Regions from separate parts of the Mus musculus genome. Here region 2 is linked to region 1. The links are chromatin contacts, called in public promoter capture Hi-C maps. All regions are on one chromosome and are shown on one strand. The core of a region is the stretch at or near the end of the contact, and the rest is flanking DNA. Distances in the headings are between cores, read along the strand shown.

Region 1 (3,085 bases), core at 460-2,959:
AGTGTGAAAAAAAAAAAAGTATACTGCCTGATGGATAAAAAGTATTACCTATACAATTACAGGTAGTTCTTAATGCTTGATAATGATAATAAATAATGATGTCACTAGTTTATGGATGTATTATACTGTAGCGCTTCGCCTTGTTGCCTAGAGACAGGGTCTCATATTAAATAGGAAGTTAACAGTGTCAGCCAGGCAGCCTGGCCAGAGCTCTTGAGATCTGTCTGTAGCGCTGGGACGCTGGGGCTCCAGGCACGAGCAGCCATGACTGGCTTTTTATGTGGACGCTGAGGATTGGAACTCAGATCCTTGTGCCGTTTGTACCGCGAGTGCTCTTACCCACCAACCTGTCCAACTCCCAGTGTTGCTAAGAATCCTGACTGCACAAAGAGGCACCAGGCAGTAACTGTTCCGCGTCACCTAAGTTTATCAAAGCACACTTGAGAATGCTTGCACCAAAAAGTGTACCTCTTGGAAATGACCCAAGCGTATATGGAGTGAGCAAAAACATAGGCCATCATGGAGACTGGAGACTTTGGGCCTAAAAGACCATACATCCTTGTATATTCTATTAGAATTATTAGAATAAAGTTAATAGTGGGACACAATCATTCAGAGCAACTTCTGTGTCTTCGTTTCAAATGTTTCCTAGCATCACTTCTCCCCTCTCCACTTGTTTGTTTGGAGACAGGGTTTCTCTGGATAGCCCTGGCTGTCCTGGAACTCACTCTGTAAACCAGGCTGGCCTCGAACTCAGAAATCCGCCTGCCTCTGCCTCCCAAGTGCTGGGATTAAAGGTGTGCGCCATCTCTCCACTTTTAAGAATGTTTGTTTGTTTTTCTTTGCTTGTAACCGTTAAGCCCTGTAAGGGTAAATGGCTGCTCCTTTCTTTACGGTGTACAACCCTAGTACCTAACAGAGCCCACACAGGTAAGATGCCTCGCATTGAAATGGGTACTAAACTGTGTACACGGTGAGAATCTCGAGTCTGAACGTCTGAGGTCCACCAAAATTCGAACACTTTTCGGGGCTCATATAATGCCACAAGTGAGAAATTCCGCTCTGGGCTTCATGCGAACAGTCAAAACGCAGGCGAATTAAAACAACTGTATAAAATTGCCTTCGGGCTATGTGTAAGGACTTAAGACCCATCCCCAAGTCACTGCAGGATCTGGGATGGGACACTGCAGAACCTATCTATGCATTTGATCAGTACGTGGGCTTCACCCGGGAGTAAAGTGTAACTCTTAAGGCGCCTGACAACGTGGGCCCTCTGGGAAAATGGGGCGTGGTCCAGAGCCCACGGGCTTTGGCAGCTCGGAACCAGGGACACTAGAGTCGCAAAAAGTGGTGTCTTAACCTTTCCTAGACCCTTACCATTTGATGACATTGTGAACCAACGGCAAAAAGGAGTAATTCTCCTCCTTCGCGCCAGCGGGGGACTGAGGCCGCGGAGCCGCCGGCGGCGGGAGCGCAGCGACCGGCAGAGGCTGAGGCGGTGGTGGCGGCTTGGACTCCGGCAGCAGCTCGGGCGGTGGCTGTAGCGTATCTTCGGCCTGTCTCCCACCCGCCACCCCAGAGGAAGCCATAGCACCAGGAGTCCAGCAGCTGCCGAGGGGCGCTGGGTGCTTGCGTCACAACTGCGCGCCCGGGGAGGCCGGGCGGGAAAAAACTCTGAGTCTGCGCCCTGGGCGTAGGCGGGCGGGCGTTGCTAGGCGACGGGTGTCGGGAAAGCTAAATTGAGTAGTCAGGATTAGGGAATCTACTCCAGTCATCTTTCTAGTTCACATGACAGAGAGAGGTCAAAACACCAACGAGGACCCCCGGGACTGGCAGGAAGAACGGATGACGCTGGTGAGCACCGTGTGAAACTGAGGCTCTGCGGCAGCGAGCATCCAGATGACAAGGACTTACACGTCTTTGTGTCATGCTAGCCTCCAGGAGGGCCCCAGACTGGCGACAGCAAAACAGGCCATACAAACTAGTTCCACACGGCTGCCAAGGGGAAAACTAATCGTTCTTCAAGCATTTGGTATGCATCTAGCAGGTGCCAGACTACATACGTATATAAGACTAAGATCTTGGACCAAATAGGAGAACTTTACGATAGGCTTGTATTTATTCATTTCAAGCAAATGGGCTCCATTAAAAATTTTCTGGACAAGGGTAGCAGTAATTCTGATTCTGACTAACAAAAATCAGGGATTAGGGAAGCTGTCAACTGGGAGAGGACATCTGTCTTTGATGACAGGAACCATGTCAGTAAAGAGAGGCCAGGAGCCCACATCTCAGAAACAAAAAGAAGCAGGAACGTGGAACTTCACAATGGTGTTTTCAGGTTTTTTAGCTACAGGTCTCAGAATTGTTTTCTTCAGAGCTGCAGATAGTTCTCTAAACAGAGGCACTGTCAGGAAAAGAATAATCTCAGTGTTGCTCAAAAGAAGACAGAAACAAAGTGAAACAAGGTGATTTATTTATTTCTTGAAAATGAGTGCACCAGAACTCAAGATAAGATAGCAGAAACACTCAACAAAATGGCCACTTTCTTCCATCTCAGGCTTAGGTGCATTTCATCCCATTAGTGGGAACACAACTTCTCAATATGACTCAATGGGCTAATCACCCAAAGGGAAAGGTGGGTGGGGGGAGTGGAGTTAGGGAATACAGGCCCCTGTGGAACTAAGTGTCTGATTAGAAGAACATTTCTCACTGCAGGAAACTGTAGGATTTCCTTCTAACCCAGGACCTCTCCACCTTAGGGGAAGGGCCATGATTCCTGAGGAAGAAGGGAGAAGAGAATGGTCTAAGATGGAACCAGGTGTGCCAGAAAAGACTTGAAGACACCTCTGGAGACATCTGGGAGAATGCATGGTAAAACGGCAGTGTTAGCAAACAGTAGCTATCACTACTACTGTGGAATGAAAGTGACGAGAAACCATTAAAACCCTCATTTAATCCACCGAGAAACTCTGGAAGGTATATCTTAGTTTTCCATTTTATAGAAAAAGAAACAAAAGTTTACAGGGCTATAATAGCAGCCCCAGGATCACAAAGCCACAGAGCTTCCTTGACACCAAGTCTATGT
Region 2 (2,889 bases), core at 363-2,862, 350 kb before region 1:
CACCACCTCAACCAATTTGGGGTGGGAGTTGTTAGAAAAATGAGCTAAATAAAGCTTATGCGTTCACAGGTCTGGTGCATTGAAGGTAGCTCAGCAGAATGACTGCCTGATGGGTAGCATATAACAGCCTTGTCTTCTAGGGCCTTGAGAAGAACAGCATGGGCTCAGATCAGAGCATCCAAGTGAGACCCACTCTCCTGCCTTCCCTGAATACAGGCATGGAGTCAGGGCAGCTCTCTGTGCTGGGGGTCTTCACAAATGCACAGAACTAAGCTTTTCCTAGAGAGCTGCTGCACATCAAGGTAACAACTTCACCTTAGGCCTGGCCACTGTCTTGCTATTCGTGAGCATCCATATTATTTTTAACATTCCTGTTAGTAGCTACCGTGGTTTGGTTTGAGTGAAGAACCTGTTGAGAAGGTGTGTAGAATTGTGTGTGAGAGCTTTTCTAGAAAAGTCTACCAGATTCTCAGACATCTTATTTAAGAAGAGTTAAACAAAGTGCTGGTCTGTATACCGGGCACTGTCTATGGGGATCCAAGGAGCTCTGGCCCTGGCCAGAGCAGCCAAAGAGTTGCAGCTCTCTGAGAGGAAGCCAGAGCAAGGCAGGCTGCAGGGCCTCTTCCACAGCTGCTGCTGTGAAGTTGATGGCAGTCAGGTGTCGTGTCAGGATGCAGTAGGCAACTAGGGGCAAAGGTTGGAGCTACGGAGGAGGAAGTGGCTGCCGTAGGCTCCAGCACTCTGCTGGTTGGGTCAGGTTAAGATCCAGATGAAAGATTCAAGAGAGAACCCTCTTCCCTGGAGTGTTACAGCTCGATCGGTAAGACAGGCACTCAGACAATCTTTGGTGAAATAACTTGTGCACCTTATTCCTTGAGGATAGGGCCTTATAAACGTGTTGGGGTGGGGTGGGATCTAGAGGCAGATGCTTTCTATTGCCTTGGTCTGAGATGTCAGGGATGCCTTATCTGCATGGGGAAGGACTGCAGGTGTTGTCCCTAAGAGACTGATTGTAACAGTCCTCTCCGTGGGGTGTCATGGTCACATGTTTCAGAACAGGAACCTGGTTGAGGGTAGATTTAATGCCTACCGTTCTCAATTATGAAAATTGCTGGAGCTCCTGAATCCACTTGACCTTACCAGATTTCCTGTCTAGTGGCACGGTCCCCTGCCCCACACTGCTGCTCTGAACAGTGGCTATCTGAATTTCTTTCTGGCATCCTAAAATATCAGCCCTCTCCTCAAGCCTGTTACTCAAAGCACCTGTAGGCAGGAGGGATGGGGCGGCATCTGGGTAGCTAAGAACAGGTGATACCCCACCGGAAGGCCCTGGACTGTCCCTGCTGTTGCCCTCAGGAGCCCCTGAAGCTCCAGTGTGATCTAACACCCTCCCTGCACAGAGCTAGGAGTGGCCATGGTCCTGGCTGCCCTCCTGCCCTTACTTCTCACCACAGTGTCGGGCTGAGGGGAGGCCTGTTCCCCAGCTGTACCTGGGGAGTTAAGTATCAGGAGCCACAGCAGTGAGACTCATTTGCTTGCGGGTCTGGACAGGAAGTCTGCCTGGCTTTGTGTTGCCCACAGTGCAGGCAGCACTTTGTGAATCAGAACTGGAGGCATTGTTCTCTGATTACCACCAAGGAATGCTTTTCCTGAATGGTTCCTGTGGGTGTGAGTAGCTCTGAAGGAAGAATTCCCTGAGACATTTCAGACAGTAGCTATTTATGTTCTACTCTTTTGGTCAGACATCACTGACTACCTGCTGTGTGCAGGTAGAACTCGCTGTCTATCAGGGAAGGCAAGTCTGTGGAAAGACATTATTTAAGCCATAGAGAGTAAGCGAGCCCATCATAGGGATCCCAGAGGGGCACAATTAATTCTGCAAGTGCACTTGTGGGGGTGGCCTCCCTCACTAATAGGAGGCCACCGAAGCTGTGTGTTAAAGGGAGGATGTGGCTTCTGCAGTCTCCTGTGAGCCTTCCCATTATGGAGGCATGCATTTTTACCTTGTTATTAGTATGCACATAATATTTTGTGCTGCTGCCTTTCTGCTTAGCATTCCACTGCTCATTTCCACTTAGCAACTAGGCCAAAGTATTTATCATTTTTAAAAGCTACATAGCATTCTTGCCTTGTTGATGTACCCTCATTGCATAGCTGTCCTCTCATTTGTTGGGAAGAGCAGTTTTTCTCAATGATGCATGCTTGCAGTTGGCGCTTCTTCTCCCCGCTTCCTTCCTTCCTTCCTCAGGCATCTATGGCCAGGCTAAAGTTATGAATGGCCTTATGCTTTCTCCTTGGCTTTTTTCTTTTTCTTATGGAAAGTTCCAAACACACAAAAAAGGGAAATGATGATTATAACGATCCCCACGTATTACTCATTGAGCCTCAATAATAATCAGTCCATGGTTATTACCACACCAAAAATAAATTAGTCGTGACTCTTCATTTTCTATGGTATTAAAAATGGAAGCAGGGTCCTCATCTCCACTAAGCTGTAGCTCCAGTCTATTGTAATTGATTCCTAAGTGGGAATACCTGGTCATCCAAATGAAAGCTGACGGTTTCCCAGTGCTGCTTTGGTCACTTTCATGAAGCCAAATTGCTTTTTGTTCCAGTGTATTCTCCAGAGAAGTTTTGCTTGACCTGTCAGTTAGTGATTGGGAATGTTTTTATCAAGAAAGGATCTGCCTGCCTACAGGGCCTGGCCTCCAAAGGAGTGGAAGGGAGGGGGAGGAGGAGGACTGGTACCGTTCTTCACTTCCATGGGAAACTCGGCTGTATCACCCTTCTCACATACGTGAACTGTCAGTGTGTGGGGGTGACACGGTGTCAGGCTCTCCCCATGAGCCCACCCTGTTAAAGCAAACATCGTCATGCTGTCATTTCCAG

Evidence for each region. Promoter capture Hi-C pulls out the DNA fragments that hold promoters and counts their contacts.
Region 2: a contact with region 1 is called in a promoter capture Hi-C map of liver, with 2.7 times the contacts expected there. The contact joins the enhancer-like site here to the promoter of Med9os in region 1. A contact is called at or near these places in 6 of 39 promoter capture datasets (the HPC-7 cell line, cranial neural crest, embryonic stem cells and 3 more), 3 of 484 Hi-C or Micro-C datasets (cerebellar granule neurons, cortical neurons and nephron progenitors), 2 of 115 datasets of contacts at active chromatin or transcription factors (astrocytes and large pre-B cells) and 2 of 9 other capture datasets (liver and macrophages).

Annotation. Positions count from the first base shown.
Region 1 is chr11:59,946,771-59,949,855 of GRCm38.p6, reverse strand. Med9os (mediator complex subunit 9, opposite strand) reads left to right here and starts at 1,709. Exons shown (of 2, transcript NR_045273.1): 1 at 1,709-2,032; 2 at 2,760-2,964. It overlaps Med9 (mediator complex subunit 9), which reads right to left and starts at 1,642. Exons shown (of 2, transcript NM_138675.3): 1 at 1,378-1,642. The coding sequence starts at 1,589.
Region 2 is chr11:60,300,669-60,303,557 of GRCm38.p6, reverse strand. All of the region lies in intron 1 of Tom1l2 (target of myb1-like 2 (chicken)), which reads left to right. Among named protein-coding and RNA genes, the nearest start is that of Gm38501, 43 kb to the right of the region's middle. Within about 2 kb of position 1,612, at least 131 of the 459 cell types and tissues checked have an H3K27ac peak or open chromatin away from gene starts, as enhancers often do. A contact at or near this core is called in the HPC-7 cell line, astrocytes, embryonic stem cells and 1 more, where this site is marked.